Regions from separate parts of the Capra hircus genome. Here region 2 is linked to region 1. Evidence: chromatin contacts called from public Hi-C data. All regions are on one chromosome and are shown on one strand. Each heading gives the region's core, a stretch centred on a gene start, on an enhancer-like site or on the middle of the called end of the contact. The rest is flanking DNA. Distances are from core to core; before and after follow the strand shown.

The links. A called contact is a pair of places that touch in the nucleus more often than the background predicts.
Region 2: a Hi-C map of blood shows a contact between it and region 1, with 2.7 times the contacts expected there. The contact joins the enhancer-like site here to the promoter of LOC108633282 in region 1. A contact is called at or near these places in 2 of 5 Hi-C or Micro-C datasets (both in blood).

Annotation. Positions count from the first base shown.
Region 1 is chr18:52,850,422-52,857,568 of ARS1.2, reverse strand. It overlaps LOC108633282 (phospholipase A2 inhibitor and Ly6/PLAUR domain-containing protein-like), which reads right to left and starts at 3,598. Exons shown (of 5, transcript XM_018063185.1): 1 at 3,529-3,598; 2 at 1,659-1,775; 3 at 117-269. The coding sequence starts at 3,598.
Region 2 is chr18:52,938,274-52,945,420 of ARS1.2, reverse strand. PLAUR (urokinase plasminogen activator surface receptor) reads left to right here. Exons shown (of 7, transcript XM_005692612.3): 5 at 373-507; 6 at 1,944-2,090; 7 at 2,984-4,193. The coding sequence ends at 3,237. Among named protein-coding and RNA genes, the nearest start is that of CADM4, 9.5 kb to the right of the region's middle. Within about 2 kb of position 3,125, at least 1 of the 5 cell types and tissues checked has an H3K27ac peak or open chromatin away from gene starts, as enhancers often do.

The DNA of each region.
Region 1 (7,147 bases), core at 2,349-4,848:
GCCAGGAAGACGCTTGCCCCGTGACAGCGCAGGTCAGAGACAGGTGCTCACAGCTGGCTCTGGGGGGAGGGTTGGGCAAGGCGGGACTCCAGCCATCAGGCTCAGCTGGGGCTTACCGGGCAGGGGGTCCTGGTTGCAGCCATCCTTCTGGCAGCAGCGCCTCCTGGAGCCCATGTAGTTCTCAGGGTTCATGGTGATGCCAAAGAATCCGGAATCACACTCGCTGGATTTCGCACACCCCTTGTAGCTGGTCACCGCCAAGGAGGCCTCTGCAGGATGGCCGTGGGCAGGGGGCTCAGTGGCCCCTGGTCTGGACCCTTGCCCTGGGGTGTCTCCCCCACCTTAGAGTTGCCCCAGCCTACTGCTTTCTAGAGAGGTCTCTTCCAGCTCCCCAGTGTTAGAATCCCTTATTAACCTGGGGTGTTGTCTGAATGGTTTATTAAGTACGGAACCCCTCTTTACACTGCCCCAGACTCTGCTGGTCTCTCCTGAGTGGCCCCTTTCAGCCCCACGGTCACCCCACTGCCATCCTGCAGAGGTTGCAGCTGCAGTGGTCTTTTCCAGACCACCTATGATTAACCCCGTGCCTGTGCAAAATGGTCTCTTCCAGCTCTCAGCCCTCCCCTGACCCCTGGAATTCCTGCCACCAAATGCTGGGATGCGGCTGCCATCCCCGCCCCCTGTAACACCCATTTCCTTCTGCATCTAAAGTGGGCTCTTCGAGGTTTCCCAGGGTCACTGCCCAGGCCTCCTGCAAACGGTCTCTTGCTGCCCTCCTTCGCTGCTCTCAGGTCTTGCCTGAAGTGCTCTCCTGGTCTCGCTGGATGTCCCCCTCCCCAGCACAGAGTGGTCTCTTCCAGCCCTAGGGTTTCCACTCTTCACCCCACACTCGTGTGGGTCAAGTGTGCTCAGTTGTGTCTGACTCTCTGGGACCTCATAGACTGAGTCCAGGGATCATCTGTCCTTATATACTCTCTCCGTATGCCAGTACTGGGGCTTCCCAGGTGGTGCAGTGGTAAAGAACCCCCCTGCCAATGCAGGAGATGCAAGAGCCGTGGGTCCATCCCTGGGTGGGAAGATGCCCTGGAGGAGGAAATTGTAAGCCAGTCCAGTATTCTTGCCTGGAAAATCCCATGGACAGAGGAGCCTGGCGGGCTACAGTCCATGGGGTCGCAAAGAGTCAGACACGACTGAGCTCTCACCCAACTCAACCAGCCGCTGTATCTCCCTCTTTCTCCTGTCAGGAAAGGTCTCTTGCAGCCTGCATCCCTGGGAGATCACTTGCGCCCCCAGAGAATCAAATTGATCACCTTCCTTGCAACTCACCCTAGCCTCTTCTTGACACCTACCCCTCCACCTTTTGGATATTAGATTTACCCCCCTCTGGATTTCTTTCTTCCCCTGTGTCCTTTCCTAATTCCTTCTTTAGTAAGAAAGTCTCTATATCTGCCCCTCCCCTGTCCTCTCTTGGCGTTTCATCTTCAGAAATCCCTGGTAACAGTGGTTTCTGTCATTCCATGGGATTCTCTGTCCACCACCTTTCCCTCTCTCCTGACATCATCATCACTCAAAGGTTCCTCCCAGTGCATGGTGGTATCTGCCACCGTGAAGGCACCCCCCGCCTCCCCAGCATGTGATACCAGCCCCTGGCCTCTTACTTCTGTTGGTCTCAGTCACGACAGCGACGCAGGAGTCCTCATCCGGGGCACAAGTCTGCAGTTTCCCAGTGCAACTGGGACCGTCACCGACACACACCTCACAGCTCAGTGAGTATCCTGTGGTATAGAGAGCAGGGGTCTAGTGAATGCTGGTATAGTCTTTGGGCCACAGCTTCCTGGTCCAGAGGGGAATGGGGCAGAGGGGGGATGTGAAGGAAGAGGGACAGGTGTCTCCCTGGCTATTCATGGGCAGGACATTGGTTGCTGAGCAGGGGTCTGTCTGAAGCTTGGCAGGGATGCCATGGTGCTGTGAGCAAAGCTGCTTTTGGGTTGGGGGGCGGAAGCAGTTCCGACCAGGGAGCAAATTTACCTAATTACAAGGCTGGGGACTTTGGATGCTAGACCTCCTGAGCAAGCCTGGGGACAGTGCAGGGTCCAGCTGAAGATTACCATGGACTTAAAACATTTTTCTCATCTTTTAATTTTTTTTTCTATTTTTGATGTGCTGGGTCTTCTTGCTTCCTGTGGGTTTTTCTCTAATTGTAGCGATTATGGTCTAGTGTCTAGTTGCTGAGCTTTGGCTTCTCATTGGTGGTGGCTTCTGCTGCAGAGCATGGGCTCCGTAGTTGTGGTAAAATGTCTTAGTTGCCCCAGGGCATGGGGAATCTTCCTGGACCAGGGATCGAACTCATGTCCCCCATTTTGGCAGGCAGATTCTCAACCACTGGACCACTGGGGAAGTCCTTCATGGAATTTTGTCAACCTTTAGGTCCAGCTGGTTCTCAAAGCGGAACCCACTTCCTTGTGGGTACCATGCTTAAGCCTTGTAGACAGTGGAAATTCAGGCAGGAGTACCTGAGGCTGAGATCTGCATCCCAGATGAAAAAAGATCAATGACTAAGAGGAGAAGGGCCTGGCTCCTTAGTCCTGAGAGAGGAGGAAACTGGGGACACAGACACAAGGCAACTGGGTCCTGCGGAAAATGGAGTTGCCTGAAATGCATCTAAGGGAGGAGGACACTGGGAAGCTGAACTGCTTAGAGTTCTGGAAGCAAGGAAATTTCTGCCCCTCGCCTCACTTTTCTTTTTTCTAATCATACTCTCATCTGATATGCTAGAATAAAGGTGTCTTATTTTGAGATACTGCTGGAGAGGAGAGGAGCAGAGCCCATCCAAACCCCTCCTGTTTCAAAGATTCAAAACCACACATTTTTTAGCTCTTCCTCCCTTGCGGACTCAGGCTTTGTCTCCTCCTTTACCCTCTGCCTTTCTCCAAGAATCTAAATTCCCGGGACACCTCCTCTTTCCCTTCTTCCTCGAGGATCTGGCACAGTGCTCTATCAGTTCAGTTCAGTTCAGTCGCTCAGTCGTGTCCGATTCTTTGCGACCCCATGAATTGCAGCATGCCAGGCCTCCCTGTCCATCACCAACTCCCGGAGTTCACTCAAACTCATGTCCATCGAGTCCGTGATGCCATCCAGCCATCTCATCCTCGGTCGTCCCCTTCTCCTCCTGCCCCTAATCCCTCCCAGCATCAGAGTCTTTTCCAATGAGTCAACTCTTCGCATCAGGTGGCCAAAGTACTGGAGTTTCAGCTTTAGCATCATTCCTTCCAAAGAACACCCAGGACTGATCTCCTTTAGAATAGACTGGTTGGATCTCCTTGCAGTTCAAGGGACTCTCCAGAGTCTTCTCCAACACCACAGTTCAAAAGCATCAATTCTTCAGTGCCCAGATTTCTTCACAGTCCAACTCTCACATCCATACATGACCACTGGAAAAACCAGTAGTCTCTAACAGTGCCAAAAAACAGTGCTCTATAATAGTCCTCATATCGAGTGTCCCAGGAGTCCAGACCCCTCGTCACTTACCCAGACCCAGGAGGGTGCAGAGCAGCGCCGTGGCCAGCAGGAAGGTCTCAGGTTTTGCAGATGGCTTCATGATGGATTGGTGAGTGACCCTGCAGTTCCAGGTCTCCAGCACTTATAGGAAATTGAGAAGGGGCGGGTCTGGACCCACCTTACCCCTAGGCTAAGAAATTGTGTTTGAAGACCTAGGGGCTGGTCTCTATGGTTCTGAGAGGGAGAGGCAGAACCAGAATCCAAAGGGAACATGGGCATCTTGTGCCCAGCCCCCTCCTCCATGGGGACCCCAGGAGTCTGCGCTTCGAACCCTGTCTCTGTCAGGTCTCACCCACTGTGTCTCTTTTTCTGATCTAAAGCCCAAGATCAGAATCAAGTCGTTTTGTTTCCTGTAGGCAGAGCAGCTGCTAGGACTCAGAAATGGCCTCCCTTCTCTCCCTTCCCAAGGAGATGCCCAGTGTGATTGAGGCCCTACCCCTATAGGAGCGCCCAGAAAGTCCATGCTTGTTCTGTGGGGGCATGCTTGGCTCATACTCCCTTTTCTGTCTACAGCTTCGCCTCCACTCCAGGATGCACGTGGGTCTTTCGGAGACTGAACAGAGAGATTCTTGTCATTAGACCGGGATGGGCATGGTAGGAGAAAGATGCCCAGATATTTCATTGGAGAAGTGAGACATAGTTGAAAACAGTCAATGCTGGGTGTGTGTCTGGTTCAGGCACATACTTTTGTGTTTTATTAAGGTCCTTTACACACTCTGTCTGCCTCAGGCATGATCTCCAGAGGTCAGAGAGTTTTTTCGTGTGTTTGTGTGTGTTTATGTCTGCCTGTGTGGTGGGCGTTATGAAAGTAGCCAGCCATCGGTGGAGGGGATCCTATTGCGATAGGCTCCCGGCTTCCTGAAAAAATCCACTCAAGTTTGCTGGCCTCTTGCTTTCCAGGCTTCAGCTGGGGCGCTGAGGATGGTGAATTTCTGCTGGGGACCAATCCTGCAGGCCAAGCCCGGTGCTAGGAAAGCCTGGTGTGAAAGTGACCGGGAGGAGGGCCTAGAGAGCGGTTTGGCCAGAGCCAGGCGGGAAAAGCTCGTTGCTAGGGAATTCAGCGCCTCTAGCTGCTCTTGGGAGAGACGCACTAGGCATGCGCAGTGGTGACATAACCGCAGGTGCGCCGCGGTTTGAGGGGCCGGAGCCTCGTGCACTTGCGCAGTGAAGCCCGCGTAGGGCGCACCAGCTGAGCCTCCTAAGCCCAAGCATTCCTGCGTCTTCTTTGTCAGGCGAAGCCCACAAGAAGTTGACATGCCGGCGATCCACCTCCGCCATGTGGTGTCCTGCAGTGGCCAAGACTCCTCAAGTGACTGGCGTGGGGGAGGGTGGAAGCATAAAGGAACTCGTGAGGGGGCTCTAGGAGAAAGTCTGGAGTCTCAAAAGTAAAATAATCCGTATCCGGGGTGCCAAGAAGAAAGAGCTTGATTGGTGTTCTTGAGAATTGCAGTTTGGGAGACACAGATTCCGGTAAACCCTTGAGTTGCTGGCAGAGCCAGTCAGGGGCTTATGAGGACATAGGTCAGCACGTTGTTAAAGTCCTGTGGAGGGAATTCCAGTTGACTGTGATACACGTAAAGGAATATTTGACTTTAAAGAAGGAGCTTTCATGAGTTTCTGTAGTGTAAAGGTCTGATCAGTATCTTGAGTTTCAGGCACATATTCTGGATGCCTGTGTGAATACAGTAAGTGGTCAAATGATCAGATTCCATTGTGGTCTAGATCTCCAAAGTCAGAATTCCTCAGTGGCCCCACCCCCCACCCTGGCCGGTCATCTTAGAGAACACTTTTAGCAACGCTGACTTCATTTTGGTTTTCCTTTCACGAAGGAGACTTTGTGGAATTCTAAGGAGGGTCATGGGAGAATTTCTGGGAGGCCATAAGAGTATTCTGAAGATATGTGGAATAGAAGATTTTCCAGAGAGAAAAGGAGGGAGGGGGCGCTTCCTGGGAAGGATCAGAGGTGAATTTCCAGAGGAAAATGTTGTAGGGGACTCCAGGCAGAGTGTGGGGGGATTTATTATTTTTTTAATGAAAAAAAATTGTTTATTTAATTTAATTAAAATGAAAGAAAGTTAAAAGTTCAGTTCCAGTTAATTAGTGACATGTCAAGTGTCCAGTAGCCACATGTGCTTAAAGGTTACCATACTGAATAGTGCAGCTTTAAAGAATTTGTTAGTAAGGCAGAGAAACTCCACATATTGAAAGAGTTTTAAAGTGTTCCCAATATATTGTTTATGCTCTATAAACCCACTATTTATGCATCCCTTTACACTTTTCAAAAGTACAATAGTAATGGTGAGGGTGAGGTGAGTGTTAATCACTCACTCACATCCCACTCTCTGTGACCCCATGGATTGGGGCCCACCAGGCTCCTCTGTTCATGGAATTTTCCAGTCAAGAATTCTGGAATGGGTTGCCATTTCCTTCTCCAATTATTATTTTAACTCTAAAAACATTTTGTATTCGGGTACAGCCAATTAACAATGCTGTGATAGTTTCTGATGAATAGCGAAGGAATGTAACTATTGTATACATATATACAAGTACCCATTCTTCCTCAAACCCCAGAGTGTGTGGGGATTAATAGGGAAACTTAAACCTGGGGAATATCAGAGGGTTTGAGAGCACTCTCAGATTAATCTGAGAGCTGGAGACATAGCTCTATCTCTGAACCCTAATGTTCCCTTTCCCACTCTTTTCTCCAGACTTCTGTGTAGAAAACCTGAAGGCGGACACTGACCGTAAATGGTGGGCAGCCAGGGCAGGCGAGAAGACCATCTCTATGCTCCAGGCGATTCTGTGCAGCTCCCCCCTGTCTTTTTTTTTTTTTTTTTTTTGGCCTCTCTGCTGTGTGGCATGCAGGGTGTTAGTTTTCTGACCAGGTACAGCACCCGTACCCCAAGCAGTGGAAGCTCTGAGTCTTAATCACTGGACCTGCCCAGAGCAGTCTCCCTGCCCCCATTCCTTAATAGAAGTCTGAAGGTCCAGGGTCCAGACTCTGCTCTGGAGTTAACTGGAAGTGAGCAGAGGCAGTTTTCCCTTTGGGCCTCAGCATACTCAGTGAGCAGTGTGGTCCCTATACCCTTAGCAGAGGAGAAAGGTGATGCAAGGCTAGGCCAGGGATGAATCGGTGTGTGGCCTGTGTAGGTTGCTGCTCCTTTCATGACCTTAGTATCCTCAGTTGGAACAGAGTAAATCATTGGCACGCATCCTGCTTTCTGAAGTCCCTGGGCTTAGGACTGGAAGGTGTCTCATATCTAAGCCAATCAACCTCATTTTAAAGATGGAGAAACTGAGGCCTAGGAAGGGCCAAAGTGAAGTGGCCAGTCTTAGTGACCATTGTGGAATGCAGTGTGCTGTGGTACATGTTGGTGAAGTGGGAGGCAGCAAAGGGAAAAGGGGAGTTTGACCCAGGATGGTGACAGACTTCCCAACAGGCTGTTCCCATCAGGCACAAGGAGCTGGTGGGAGAAGAGAGCTAGTGAGTTCCCAGGGCTGCCTGGGTGTTACCCTGCGTGATCCGGCTCTCCAGGGAGTGGGATGGTGGTGGAGCTGTTATCACCCCTTATGCATGGTGGTGCTCAGA
Region 2 (7,147 bases), core at 1,876-4,375, 88 kb before region 1:
GCTAAGTCACTTCAGTCATGTCTCTTGGCTACCCTACGGACCGTAGCCCGCCAGGCTCCTCCGTCCTTGGGAGTCTCTAGGCATGAATACTGGAGTGGGTTGCTGTGCCCTCCTTCAGGGGACTTTCCCAACCCAGGCATCGAACCCGCATATCTTATGTCCCTTGCATTGCCAGGCGGGTTCTTTACCACTAGTGCCACTTGAGGAGCCCTGACTGTACCCATGGAGGCTGGAATCTGTGTCTCTTGGTTGGATGTATGGCTGCCCCTCATACAGTGAGAGTCCTATAGTGAAGGATGAAGCAGAAGATGGACAGGCGACCAATTCAGTCCCCGCTCCTCAGCAACAGTCTGACCTCCTCTGTCCCCACAGAGAATCCAGAGGATGAGCGCCACATGAAAGGCTGCGGCATCCTTCCTGGCTGCCCAGGCCCCACCGGATTCCACAACAACCATACCTTCCACTTCCTGCGGTGCTGCAACACCACCAAATGCAATGCGGGCCCAGGTGAGGGGGCAGGGGACCCGGCGCAAGACCTAGGACTGCGGGCAGAGCGGTGCATTCAGGCTGGTTGCTCACAGGCAAACCCCTCCACTCTGCTTTCTCCTCTGGGGAAAAAAATGGACCTATCAAGCCCTTTCTCAAGAAAGATTTTGTGGGAATTCAAGGAGACCATCAAAGCCTCACCAAGACCTGTGCTTTATGCTTCTCCATCTTCTTGAAACCTTCCGCTGCTCACCACGCTGGTCCCAGCCATCATGGCCTCTCACCTAGATTGTGGCAATGACCTTGCTGCCCCTCCTGCTACCCTACAGCCTACATTCAACACAGCAGCAAGAGTGATTTTTTTTTTAATGTAAATCAAAGCATGTCCCTCTTCCTCAAACATTTCAATGCCTTCCACTTGCTTTTAAAATGCTGTCCGAAGCTTCTATTATGCTGTCTGTAACCCAGCATGTGTCTGCCTCATTGCCTTTGCACATACAGTACCCTCCACCGGGAACACATCTCCCCTAGGAGTTTACCTGGCTGGCTATTTCTCCTTCATCAGGTCTCAGCTTTAAAGCATCATCCTCAGGAAAGATGTCCCTAACTCTGCCCTCCCAAGTATAATCTAGATCCTTTGCGTTACTCTGTCTCTGCAAACAATTATTGGCCAACAGGACTTTCGATGGTGATGGAAATTTCTGTATCAGTATTGTCCAATAGAGTAGCCTCTACTACATATGGCTATTGAGCAGTTGAACTGAATTTTGGATTTCATTCCATATTCAGTTTAGTGTCAGTGGAAACAACCACAGGTGGCTAGCGCCCATCATATGGGACAGTGTAGCTCTATTATTTATTTGTTATTTCTTTTTATGGCCGCACTGGATCTTTGTTGCTGCCCATGGGCTCTCTCTAGCTGCAGAGAGAGGGCTGCTTTCTAGTTGCAGTGTGTGGGCTTCACATTGCAGCGGCTTCTGTTGCGGGGCACGGGCCCTAGGGCACGCGAGGTTCAGGAGTCAGTGTTTCTCCAGCTCTAGAGCCCAGACTCCAAAGCTGTGGCCCTCACGCCTCGTTGCTCCGTGGCATGTGGGATCTTCCTGGACCAGGGATCGAACCCAGGTACCCTGCGTTGGCAGGTGGATTCTTAACCACTGGACCACAAGGGAAGTCCAGGGACAGTGTAGCTCTAAATCGTAAGTTCTCTGAAGGCAGGGACTGTTTCGCCTTATCCAGAGTCTAGGCAGGTGAGGGTTCGTGGGGAGATTTCTGTCACAAGCCTCAAAGAACCACCCCCGCAACCCTCACCCCCGCCCAAAGAGGGTGCTGTTCCGAGGTCTGACCACAAGGGAGCGCCATGACATCTCTGGCTGAGAGGGGGGAGTCCTGGAGACCTAACGGTGGGAAACCCTTCGGGCTAATTTCCTTGGTTTCTCTGTCACTGATCTTCTCCCAAGTCCTGGAGATTCAAAACCTGCCACCAAACGGCTTGCAGTGTTACAGCTGTGAGGGGAACAGCGCCCACAGATGTTCCTCTGAAGAAACTTTCCTCATTGACTGCCGCGGCCCTATGAATCGATGTCTGGAAGCGACAGGCACTAAAGGTGAGGATACTTGGATGCTTGAGGGGGGTGGGGAGTTGTGTGAGGGGGGGGTTCTGCAAGAGGTAACCTCCTATGAAACTGGACTTAATTGAGGTGGATCGTCCTGTTGGAAAAGGTAGGACTTCCTTCAGGAGGGTGCAAAGTGTAGCAAGGACTTAGGACTCCTTTATTAGGAAGTGGGTATCTGCCCTACAGACAAGTGGATTTATTTCTGGGGGAGTGGAGCTTCCGTGGGTGGGTGGGACTTCTGCGGACTTCATGAGATTCCATCCTGAGGTGTCCGGGACCGGGTTCCTCTATTCCAGAGCTTTTCAAACTTTGGGGTCTCAAAATTCCTTGATGCTCCTAAAACTTACTATTTATGTCAGTTACGTCTGTAGCTATTTACTGCATTAGAAATGAAAACCAAGAGACTTTAAAATGTACTTATTCATTTTAAAAGAACAATTGAAAACTCATGACATGTGAACATATTTTTATGGGGGGGGGGGGGAAGGAGACATTTTCCAAAAGGAAAGAAAAGTGAGCGAGAAGATGAACATTGTTCTTTGCAATCTCTTTAATGTCTGGCTTAATAGAAGACAGCTGGACCCTCATATTTGCCTCTGCATTCAGTCTGTTGCAAGATCACATGCCCTTGGGTTTCTAGGAAACCCCTTGTGAGAGAAAAAAAAGAAAAAAGGCAAGTGAGGTTGTAGCATTATTATGAGAATAATTTTGACTTCACAGAGCCCCTGGAAGGGTCTGAGGGAAAGCCCAGGCATCCCTGCACCCGGCTTAGACCGGCTGCTTTTCCAGGTGGCACCCACCACGAGGTGGCGCGTCATGCAGTGAGAATTCCAGTTTCCAGTCCCCAGAACTCGGAGTCTCACGTGGTCCTTCTCTCTCTTCAGGACTGAGGAACCCAAGCTACACCATCAGAGGCTGCGCAGCCCCCTCGTGGTGCCAAAGCCTCCACGTGGCTGAAGCCTTCGACCTCACCCATGTCAACGTCTCCTGCTGTACTGGAAATGGCTGTAACCACCCAGCCAGGGACGCCCAGCCCCGCAAGGGGGGTGCCCCCCAGACCAGCCCTGCCCACCTCAGCTTCTTTGTCAGCCTGCTCTTGACTGCCAGACTTTGGGGAGCCACTCTCCTCTGCACTTGAACCCCACATTCCCACCACACTGGCTGGATCCAGGGGACCCCTTTGCCCTTCCCTCAGTTCCCAGCCCTACCAACTTACTGTGTGACCTCAGGCCAGTGGGCTGCCCTCTCTGGGCTTCAGTTTTCCCAGCTGCCCAGAGAGAGAGCTGTGAGAACCAGAGGAAAAAAGCTAGCAAAAGGCTGCCGGCCAGCAGGAGAGAGCTCAAGTGATTATTGATAGTGTTGCGGCTATTGTTATTATTAATTAATATTTGTTTTATTTAATATTTTATACCGAAATATAAGTTCAGTATTAAAGTATGAAAAATAAGATTTTTGAACCAGTGAACAAGGCCACATCTGCCCTTCTCCAGAGAGGATGAATGGGGGGGGGGCACCTTTTCACAGGCTCCTGGAATTAGGGGGTCATATTGCAGGACCCAGGCATTAGAGACCCCGGCCTTGGGAGCTGTCCCACACAGCCTTCCACCCAAAGCCACCTCCACATCTATTTCTGGCCTCCAAATGCAACTTTCCAACTCACTGACCCAAGCATTAACCTGCCAGTCTCTTCTCCCACATCCAAAGGTCAAGACTATTTTGTTACTCTAAAGGGACATGTCTGCGTTTCCTAGGGGGCTCTGAGACAGGAGATGAATAGATGACCCCTGGGAGCCCTGCCATGAGGACTAAGGACAGGACTTCATACCCTTGCTGCTCTGTGGGCCGGAGATAAAGGCTGGGCTATATTTCCTAGGATGCTCTCAGGCCAACTGAGAAAAAGCCAGAACTACCATTTCTTTTGTTTCTCTTTTTAATTTATTTTTTGTGAGAACTACCATTTCAATGGTACTCTTCGACCACAACATGGCAGAATTCATGTTTTCCATGGTTTGCTGAGGCAAGCCTGCAGAGACAAAATTGTTTCCCTGGAATGCTATGAAGAAAAAGAACATTTTCCATGGTATCTGGGGGCAGGTGGAGGACAGGGTTTCTTTTCTCTTCTCAATTTTTATTTTATATTGGAATATACTTGATGAACAATGTTGTGTTAGTTTCAGGAGTACAGCAGTGTAATTCAGTTATACATATAAATGAAAGTGAAAGTGTTAGCCGCTCAGTCATGTCTGAGTCTTTTGTGGCCCCATGAACTGTGGCCCACCAGCTTCCTCTGTCCATGGGATTCTCCAGGCAAGAAAACTGGAATGGGGAGCCATTCTCCAGGGGATCTTCCTGACCAAGGGATCGAACCCAGGTCCCCAGCATCACAGGCAGATTCTTTACCACCTGAGCCACTAGAGAAGCCCCATTTTAAATCTAGTGGTGTTATATGTCAATCCCAAACTCCCAACCTGTCCCCTCCTGCCCACTCGCAGAGAAAGGATTTCTTTTTCAGATCTTCTCAAATCATATATCCAGGCTTCCCAGATGTCTCAGCAGTAAAGACGCCACTTGCCAATACAGGAGACGCAAGAGACGAGGGTTCGATCCCTGTATCAGGAAGATCCCCTGGAGAAGGAAATGGCAGCCTTCTCCAGTATTCTTGCCTGGGAAATCCCATGGGCAGAGAAGCCTGGTGGGCTACAGTCCATGGGGTTGCAAAGAGTTGGACATGACTGAGCACATTCACACACAAATCATATATCACCAACTGTCATTGTGGTGGCCTAAAAGGATGGGGTCAGTATCACCTCTTGGACTTCCCTGGTGATCCGGTGGTTAAGACTACATGCTCCCAATGCAGGGGACCCGGGTTCGATCCCAGCTCGGGTAACTAGATCTCACATGCTGCAACTGAGTTCGAATGTCACGACTAAGACCCAGCACGGTCAAATAATAATAAATTTTACAAACCTAGAATATGGTGGAAGTGGCACCATGGGAAGCCGATTGCCAGGTCAAAGTCCTCCTGCACCAAGACTGCCATGCTCTGAGGACACCCAAGCTACTTGTGCGTGGATGCCACATGTAGAGAGAGCCCCAGAGGTTCCAGCCATCTCAGCCAGGCACCAGCCAAGAGAACCAAGGAGCTACCCTGGACGTGGCAACCCAGCAGATGCGAAGTGCAGGAGACCTGAGAGGCCCAGCTGATTTCATTTCCAGGACTGCCACGATAAGCGACAAAACTTACCAACGAGGTGGCTTCAAACAACAGACATTCTGGATGTTAGAAACAAAAAAAAATTAAGGTGCTAGCAGAATCGTGCTCCTTCTAAAGCTCTGGGGAAGAATCCTTCGTGGCCTCTTCCTTGCTTCTGGGTTATTATTGTTCAGTCGCTCAGTCGTGTCTGACTCTTTGAAACCCCATGGACTGCAGCACACCAGGCTTCCCTGTCCTTCACTATCTCTGGAGTTTGCTCAAACTCGTGTCCATTGAGTCAATGATGCCATCCAACCATCTTATCCTCTGTCCCTCCCTTCTCCTCCTGCCCTCAATCTTTCCCAGCATCAGGGTCTTTTCCAATTTTGGCTGTATTAGGCAGCCAAAATGTTGGAGCTTCAGCTTTAGCATCAGTCTTTGGGGCTTCCCTGGTAGCTCAGACCATAAATCTTCTGCCTACAATGCAGGAGACCTGGGTTCGATCCCTGGGTTGGGAAGATCCCCTGGAGAAGGAAATGGCAACCCACTCCAGTATTCTTGCCTGGAAAATCCCATGGACTGAGGAGCCTGGTAGGCTACAGTCCTTGGGGTTGCAAAGAGTCGGACACAGCTGAGCAACTTCACTTTCACTTTCCAATGAATAGTCAGGGTTGATTCCTTTAGGATTGACAGGTTTGATCTCCTTGCTGTCCAAAGGACTCTCAAGAGTCTTCTCCAGCACCATAGTTCGAAAGCATCAATTCTTCGGCACTCAGCCTTCTTTGACAGCAATCCTCAGCAGTCCTTGGGTTGTGGCTGCACCCATCACTCCAGTCTCCGCCTGTTATCACATGACTTTCTTTCCTGTCAATATGGCGGTGAGTCTACAAATCTCTCTCTTTGTATGAGGACACCCGTCATTGGGTTTAGGGGCTCACCCTAATCCAGTTTGACCTCATCTTAATATACCAATGTACCTTTCTTTCTTTTTTTTTTTTACTTTTTGGCTGTACCCCTCAGCCTGTGGGATATTAGATACCCAACCAGGGATCGAACATGCACCCTCTGCCTGGAAGCCCCCCTATTTCCATATAAGGTCACATTCATAGAACCTGGGAGTTAGGATTTCAACATATTTGGGGGGGACACAATTCAACCCACACAGAACCAAAGTTTCCGATATATGGCCCCAGATGAAGCAACTCATCCATCTCCAGCTGTTGGCTCCAGTCCATTGACGAGTCAATCCACACTGACCTCAGTGTGCCTTGCTGAAATTCTTGACCCACAGAATCATAAAGAGGCTGTGGTTTTACATGGCTGAGTTTTGGGGTATTTTGTTATGCTGCAATGGTTGGCTAGAATAATCACTTGTTTGTCTGGTTTTTGCTAACTCTCCCCACAAGCCTCTCCATAAAGAGTAAATCCTTTCATTTGCTCACTACTTTATTCCCAGTTTCTAGATTAGAGCCCAGGACATGAACAAAGGAAGAAGGGAGGGAAGGAAAGAGGACATCTTGGGTGGTACCTTACAACAAAACCTGGCCTAAGGCTTTATTTCCCATGATACCCTTAAGCAGAGATGAGGCTAAGATGACATTTTCTGAGATGCTTCATAATTAAAATTGAGGCTACTTTCACCATTCTGCTGTGACTCTCTACAGCAGCAGAAACTTACTGAAAAGCAGCCCTCACTTCCCTCTCTGCCCCACCCTTCCGCGCCAGTGGGTCCAGAAGTTTGTTGCAAGGCAGATTTTTATTCAGTGGTCCAGGGATGGAGAAGGGATCAGTTCACTTCTGTCACTCAGTCATGTCCGACTCTTGGGGACCCAAAGGACTGCAGCCCGCCAGG